Linked DNA regions of Sus scrofa: region 2 is linked to region 1. A link is a contact called in public Hi-C data. All regions are on one chromosome and are shown on one strand. Each heading gives the region's core, a stretch centred on a gene start, on an enhancer-like site or on the middle of the called end of the contact. The rest is flanking DNA. Distances are from core to core; before and after follow the strand shown.

Region 1 (3,901 bases), core at 61-2,560:
CTTTATCTTCTGGGTCCCTGCTTTCCCCATCTGAAAAGTGAGGGGTGTGTCCTTCTCACTGTAAAACTTCTTCGAGTCTCTCCTAAAAAGTTTGACTAGAACAGGTATGCCAAACACCCCCTCCCTGACGCCCGCCAGCCCCGCAGACACACACTCTGCCCTTTCAAGTTGCCTTCCAAAATGGCAGATTGCACAGGAAACTCCAGGCCTCGCTCTTGCCCCTGGATTCATAATTAATAATTTCTGGGTACCCATCACAGAAGAATCTTTGCAGGAAGCAGAGGAGTGTGGGACTTTTTTCTCACCCCAATCGAGAGCTAGAAAAGAACTCCAGATGTGGGCAGAGGTCCCTTTTTCCATCAGGGAAACCCAGGGAGCCTTCCTGGAGGAGGTGGCATTTGAGACAGTATGGGAGGATGCAGGGAAATGAGGGAATAGGATTTGGGGTGGATGTGCGATGCTGTCTCAGAACATACTGGCTGAGGGGGACTCCTTATCGCTTTTTCATCCATGAGCACGTCGTTGGGGTTTGAGGGTCTCGGAGATGGCAGGGCTAGTTCTCATTTTCCCCCCTCTACCGCCCCCCCCCCAACCTCTCAGGGCTGCAAAACCCCTGTGTGCTAAGGAGCATGCTTACTAGGAAGAGTCTTCCCAGCTAAGTTGGGACCCCTGTCCTCCATCCCAGGCCTGACCCTGGACTTGGGGGAAGGTCACTTCTGCCTTGTTGAGGCCAAGTCTCCAGGGGAGGGGAGGTTGCCTCTGATGGCGGCTGGGGCCAGGTTCCTCGGTTCCAAAGAGAACAGGCATCCTTGCCACTCCCCCGCCCCGCAGCAGCTGTAAAATCATGAGCTCATCTGTTCGAGAAGGGCCTCGAGAACTCCTGCCAGGGCCTCCCGAGTCCCTTCCGTCATGGGAACGTATCCGTTCCCAGTGAAACCTGCCCGCCGTGCCCATCCTTAGACGCGTCCCCTGCTCTCTTTCTTTCATAGTTGAAAAATCAAAGGACCTGATAAAATACATCAACGTCGGGCAAAAGTTTTCCCCCTTCTGCCATGAAAATCCTCTTCTTTAAGTTAACAAACTTTATTCCCACATTCTTCGCCTACACGCCGCATCTTCTGGGGCGTCTAGAAAGCTTTCCTTACCTTCGTGCTCGTCACCCCCCCCCACGTGCAGCCCACCCCTTGGCCAGGATGCAGGGGCGCCAGGACTCTGGGTGGGGGGCGCGGGGAAGGCAGGGCAGGTGGGCTCCCCCGTGTCCGGCCCCTTTTCTGGGCCGTAGAGCGCCTCCCCCACCAGAGGTCAGCAGAGAGCGTGGAATGCCTGGGAAGCTCGCAGGAAGTGGGATCACTTGGAATTTTCTAGATGAAATGTTAGGAAGCGCAAGGGAAAAAAGCCGCAGGTTTTTGCGGGGAGGGGGGCGGATCTCGGGGTTGGGGTCTCAAACTGTGCTGGGTGCCAGGGAGCTTGGCTTTCACACCCAGCCTGCCATTCTGGGCTTGGGGGCCTGTGCATTTGGTGGGTGTCTTTGCCCGGTTCTCCCCCCTCCACGACACACACGCCTTTTTCCTTCTGGGGGCCATGCCCGCTCAGCTCAGTCTCCCCGCCCCAAGGCCCCCCGGTGCCAGGCCAGCCCCTTCCCCTTCCCTCGGCGCTGGGAACCCGCACCCCATACTCTCCCCGGCCCCTTTCCCTTTTTCTTCCAGAAGTTGTACTTATTGTTAAAATGACATTCTAATATTCCAGGAAATCCCCCACCCCGCCCTTATCCTGTCCGGGTTTTCTATCTCCTTATCTCCCCCTGTCCTCTGCCCAGATGTATGGATGTCTCTAAAGAGGATGCGACCCGCGGGCACCACTCCATCTCGAGCCCCCCCTGCCGCACTGACTTCCTTAGCGCTTTTCCCACGTTGCGCATTGTGTCCTTTCGGGGCCGGTGTCCTTGCTCAGCCCTTCTGCCCGGGTTGCGCAGGGGGCAAAGGGACCCGCTGCCTTTGTCTTTCCTCCCCTGCACGTTTGCGAACCCCCCTGAGGTTAAAAAGCAGCTCTCGCCAGCCTGTTCTTTCCTGGAGAGAGAGAGGTGCCAAAGGAAGGGGAGAGAGAGGGGAACACAGGAGTGAAATAAAAAGTTTGACAGAGAGAGAAGGGAGAGCGAAAAAAGCGCCGTTAGTAAACTGGGCTCTGAACCCAGGAACCCAAGACGGCTGCCTGTCCTCTAGGAACTTAGCTTCTGGAAGGGAAGCGATCTGATCAGGTTGCAAGTCATTGAAGCTGCACCAGGCAGAGCTGGAGAGAGGCCAGGGCCAGCGGCCAGCGCAGCTGAGGGGCCAGGCTGGCTGGGACCTGGCCGAGGAGGGCTGGGGAGGCAGGCCCAGGAGTCCAGGGCGGGAGGGGGCATCCACCCCACTGCCCGTGCTGTCCCCTGTGGGTCCCAGGAGTGCAGGGTAGGACGAGCAAAGGGGGAGGCTGCAAGTTGGGGGCCAGCACCAAGGCCCCTGCCCCCCCTCCCCACGGTCCCCTGAGCTCTGACCGCTGCCTGCTTGCCCAGTGGGCCCTTTCTTGCTCCCCCAAATGTTCCTCTCCACATTCTAAAATGATGGTTCCATTTTTTATTTTATATTTTATTTTTTGACGGAGTCCTCCGCCCCCTTCTAGCACAAACTCGACGTTCTGAGTGTCTCTGCAAGCCTTACCCCGCCGAGTGGTTGGGTTGTAAGAAATCTGGCCCCCTGGGGACCTTTTTGGCTTCAAGAAAAAGAGCCCATCTTTGTGAGTTCTTTGGTTTGGTGGCTCCTCACAACCAGACAAGCTAAATCTGAAGGGTGAAAGCAAACTCCCTGTGCGGTAGGCACACATCTTAGATGCGGAGGAAATCCTTAGCCGTTTACAGGTTGCTTGTCCTCGAGAACTTGGCTCCGGCTAGACCCAGTATCAGCATTGTGTGCTTTTTTTTTTTTTCTTTCTTTTTTTTTTTTTTCCTTCCTTCCTCCCTTCCTCTTCTTCCTTCCCCACACTTTTGAAAAACAAGTTTTATTCTCCTGGGTATGTTCATTAGAGAGAGACAATTCTAGTCAGTGAGGAGGGGGGCTGGGGATTCTGCAGGAGACAAGATTGATTGCTGAGGGCTTGGGAGGGGGGGCGCCCAGTGCACGTTATACCCAAATCACTCAGGCTGTTTAAAAAAAAAAAAAAAAGTGCAACAGGAGAGCAGATTTCGGCTTCCTGGCGTTCGTGGGGAAAATATTCCGTCAGCTGCCTCTGTGTCCTGTGCTTTATTCATTAGCTCAAGTGAAAAAACAAAGTCTTGTCCTAATTTGTGGGACTGGGACCCCATTCTCGCAAGTTGGGCCTTTAAGGGGGGAAAACAAACAGCACAGCTCACGGAGGCAGGAGACGTTTGCTGCGTTGACCGTGATGCAGTTTGTTCTCAAGGGTTAACTTCCCTCTACCAGGAAAAGTTGACACTTTTCCCAAGCCCCCCCCCCCCAGTTAGAAATGTGTCACTAATTGATTGGAGCTAAATTTGCATTGCGTTAGACCCAGCAAAATGGCCGATTAGGGGCCCATGAGGGAAAAACAATTGCTGTCCTAAGAGCCAGGGAAGGGGACTCACCCCCAATGTGCTTATTAACTGGGCCTTCTGTGACCTTTTGGAATTGCTGGGGGACAGGGGGTCCTGGCTGGCCTTCAGAAAGAAAGAAAGGATGAGTTTGGGGGAAGCGTTTAATGGGAATTGGGCAGAAAATGACATGCTTAAATGAGAGAAATCATGGTTCCACATGAAAACAGTTGTCACAAATTAATTTTTCCAATTTTTGACTCTTGGCAGAGCTGAGGTTTACCTCATGCGTAGATGGTGTCCAGCTTGGCAAAGAGCATGGGATGCTGCCCAGTTCTTGGT
Region 2 (3,769 bases), core at 899-3,398, 120 kb after region 1:
ATACAGTTCCCTGTGCTATAAGTAGGTCCTTGTTGTTTATGTATTTCGGCTATAGTAGGTGTGTATCTGTTCATCCAAACTCCTAATTTATCCCTCCCCCACTTCCCCTTTGGTAACTGTAAGTTTGTTTCTTTTTCTTTCTTTCTTTCTTTTTTTTTTTTTTTTTTTGCCTTTTCTAGGGCCACTTCTTGCGGCATATGGAGGTTCCCAGGCTAGGGGTCTAATCGGAGCCCTAGCCACCAGCCTATGGCAGACCCACAGCAGCGTGGAATCCAAACCGCGTCTGCAACCCACACCACAGCTCATGGCAACGCCAGATTCCCTAACCCACTGAGCAAGGGCAGGGACAGAACCTGCAACCTCATGGTTCCTAGTCGGATTTGCTAACCACTGCGCCACGACGGGAACTCCTATACGTTTGTTTTCCGTGTCTGTGAGTCTGTTTCTGTTTCATAAGTAAGTTCACTTGGATCGTTTTTTAGATTCCACATATAAGTAATATCATATGATATTTGTCTTTCTGTCTGGTTTAGTTCACTTACGGAGATAATCTCTAGGTCCATACATGTTGCTGCAAATGGAAGTATTTCATTCTTTTTTATGGCTGAGTACTTTTCTGTTGTACATGTGTACCGTATCTGGTGATGGACATTTAGGTCGTGTCCATGACTTGGCTGTTGTAAACAGCGCTGCTTTGAACACTGAGGTGCATGTGTCTTTCAAATTAGAGTTCGTATTTTCTGGATATGTGCCCAGCACTGGGATCGCTGGATCGTATGGTAGTTCTATTTTTAGTTTTTAAGGACCCTCCGTACTGCTTTCCACAGCGGCCGCACCGGTTTATGTTCAGACCAACAGCATAGGGAGATTTCCTTTCCTCCACACCTTCTCCAGCATTTATTATTTGTACTTTTTTTTTTTTTTTTTTTTTTTTGGTCTTTTTGCTATTTCTTCGCTCCCGCGGCATATGGAGGTTCCCAGGCTAGGGGTTGAATCGGAGCTGTAGCCACCGGCCTACACCAGCCTACGCCAGAGCCACAGCAGCACAGGATCCGAGCCAAGTCTGCAACCTACACCACAGCTCACGGCAACGCCGGATCGTTAACCCACTGAGCAAGGGCAGGGACTGATCCCACAACCTCATGGTTCCTAGTCGGATTCGTTAACCACTGCGCCACGACGGGAACTCCTATTTGTACATTTTTTGAGGAGAGCCATTCTGACCAGTGTGAAGTGACACCTCATTGTCGCTTTGACTTGCATTTCTCTAATAATGAGCAATGTTGAGCATCTTTTCATGTGCCTGTTGGCCATCTATTTGCCTTCTTTGGAGAAATGTCTGTCTAGGCCTTCTGCCCATTTTTTGATTGGGTTGTTTGGTTTTTTTGATAGTGAGCTATATGAGTATTTGTATATTTCATTTTATTTTGTCTTTTGTCTTTTTTTTTTTTTTTAGGGCCACACCCGTAGCATATAGAACTCCGTATTTATATATTTTGGAAATTAATAGGCTATCATTTTTTGACTGCCTGTAAAAGCATCATATCAGTTACCCTTAGCAACTACTTCCATGGTAAGGCCCCCTTTTCCAGGGCCACACTATGACATTTGCCTTTGAGGGCCCTTCTTCTGTAAAGAAATATTAAAAATTTTTATTTTACACTGTGCTAGTTCTTTATACAAATTATACTTGTACAAATATAATCCAGCCTGGATTCATTATTATCTTATTTATTTTCTCATTTTAGAAGAACTGAAATATTTTCATGGCCCTAAACCCTGTGCCTGATACGGAGGCCAAGTCTGGGGCCCAGGTGTCAGAAGAGGAAACGGATGGTCAGAGAACGAGCTCTCAGTGGAGAAGGGACGGGGCTGGGACCCGAGCCCGGGCCAAGTGTGAAAGTAGTTCGAGACGTCTTCCCGTCTGCCCGGAGCCCAGAGCCCGCGGCTCCAGCCAGGTTGTGCTCCCGGATCAATTCCGGCCGCCCTCTGCGCCCCGCCCCTCCGTCCAGGCCCCGCCCCTCCGTCCAGGCCCCGCCCCTTAGCCCTGGCCCGGCTCTTCCCGCCCGGGCCGAGGCGCGCGTCCGCGGTGGGGGAGGGGGCGGGGCCGCGGGGCCGCGCGTGCGCTCTCCTGCCCGCCGTGCGCATGCGTGCGCCGGGCTCGGGCGCGCTCGCGGGAGAGGATGGCGGGGGCCGCGCCGGGCGCCATCATGGACGAAGATTACTTCGGGAGCGCGGCCGAGTGGGGCGACGAGGCGGACGGCGGCCAGGTGAGGGCGGGGGAGGGGGGCACCGGGCGCCCCCGACGGGGACTCTTGGTTTCCGTCGCCGGCGGGCCGGCTGCGCCCCCGCCGCGTGGCCCGAGCACAGCCCGCCCCGCCCCCTCCCGCCGCGCGCCCCCGTCGCCCGGGCCCGCCCCTCGCGCCGCCTCCGCCGGGGCCGAGCGCGCGGGGCGAGGGGCGCCGGCGAGGGGGCCCCCGCAGTGAGCGGTCCGGCCCCAGGGGCGCCGGCCCCGATCGTGACCCGAGCTGACCCGCCGGCCGCCCCGGGGCGGCCTCGAGCCAGGTCCCGGGAGCGCCGGGCGCCCAGGCGCGTCGGACACCACCTCGAAGGTGGAGCGCTGGGCTCAGCCCCGCAGTTTAAAAAGTAGTTACAAATCCCACAGAATCCAGGTCCGCGTGGCGAGGGGGACGTGGAACTTCTCCTCCCTGTAGAACCTGCTCTTGAGTGCTTTGGCTGAGTTATCAATCCTTGGGCCAAGGGACTTTGGAAGCGGACGGGCCCGAACCTTCTCCCCTGGAGGGAGCGGGCGCGGGCGCCGGGGGACCCCAACCCGAGTCCCATTAAGACCCGCCCGAATCCAGCTTCTCAGGCCCGTCCCCCGGGTGACCGCGACTCCGTTGCCCTTTGCGGGAGCCTCGGACCCTGCCTTCTAACAGGTCGAGGTTGGGTGTGTTTGGGACACGTCGGAGTGATAGCTTGGAGGGGAGGCGTGGACAGGGCGTGCCCGGTGGAGGGGCGGGTGGCGCACGGGGGCGATGAAGCCGGGGGACCAGGAGGCAAAGATAGGCGCTGTGTTCCTGGAGCTGAAAGGAGGCCTGTGTGGTTGGTGGCCTGGTGGAAGCAGTGGCCTGAGGTCTGGGAGGGAGCGCCGTCTGAAGGGCCTTTGAGAGCTGCTGAAAAGTAAGACTTGTTCAAGAGTTTGGGGTGGAGAGTGACAAAGATCCGAGTGTTGGACCATTCCGCGGTGTTGGAGCTTCGGGCGGGGGATGGAGTCGGGTTTAGCTAGTCGGAAGCCCGTGCTCGCTAGCTGCTTTCATACTCCTTGTTCCACGTTCCAGAGGCAGTTGAGTGTTCGTCTACTCATTTTGGAAAAGAAGAAATTGAGACAGGAGGCCCCAGTGACCTGCCTAAGGTCGTGAACCTAATACATGAGGTGGGAGTGGGACCCAACTCAGTGCTTAGTCTCCATTGCCACTTGGTCCAACTGCTGGACCACCGAGCGATCCCGAAAAAACAGGGTGTCGGGGAGTAATTCCACCCCGCCACTAAACTAACTTCAGACGAATTACCTAAGACTAATGTTGTCTTGTTCAGAATGTCCTAGTACTTTCATCCCAGTGAACCCTCCGGTCATAGAGTTTCAACTGGGGCATTTCTGAGGGCCGTCGAGTCCAGTCTTTCATTTTCTCTCTTTTCCTTTTTTGGCTGTGCCCGTGGCATGTGGACGTTCCCGGGCCAGGGCTCAAACCCGTGCCGTAGCAGGGAC

What was found. Hi-C and Micro-C count contacts between places; a contact is called where the count stands out from the background.
Region 2: a Hi-C map of skeletal muscle shows a contact between it and region 1, with 4 times the contacts expected there. The contact joins the promoter of NELFCD here to the enhancer-like site in region 1. A contact is called at or near these places in 1 of 5 promoter capture datasets (liver), 4 of 47 Hi-C or Micro-C datasets (embryonic fibroblasts, liver, skeletal muscle and 1 more) and 2 of 2 datasets of contacts at active chromatin or transcription factors (alveolar macrophages and skeletal muscle).

What each region holds. Positions count from the first base shown.
Region 1 is chr17:59,011,876-59,015,776 of Sscrofa11.1, forward strand. All of the region lies in intron 1 of GNAS (GNAS complex locus), which reads left to right. Among named protein-coding and RNA genes, the nearest start is that of GNAS, 28 kb to the left of the region's middle. Within about 2 kb of position 1,311, at least 19 of the 83 cell types and tissues checked have an H3K27ac peak or open chromatin away from gene starts, as enhancers often do. A contact at or near this core is called in skeletal muscle and subcutaneous adipose tissue, where this site is marked.
Region 2 is chr17:59,126,928-59,130,696 of Sscrofa11.1, forward strand. It overlaps NELFCD (negative elongation factor complex member C/D), which reads left to right and starts at 2,149. Exons shown (of 15, transcript NM_001113698.1): 1 at 2,149-2,270. The coding sequence starts at 2,184. It overlaps LOC106506736 (a long non-coding RNA gene), which reads left to right. Exons shown (of 3, transcript XR_001302258.2): 3 at 1,749-2,017.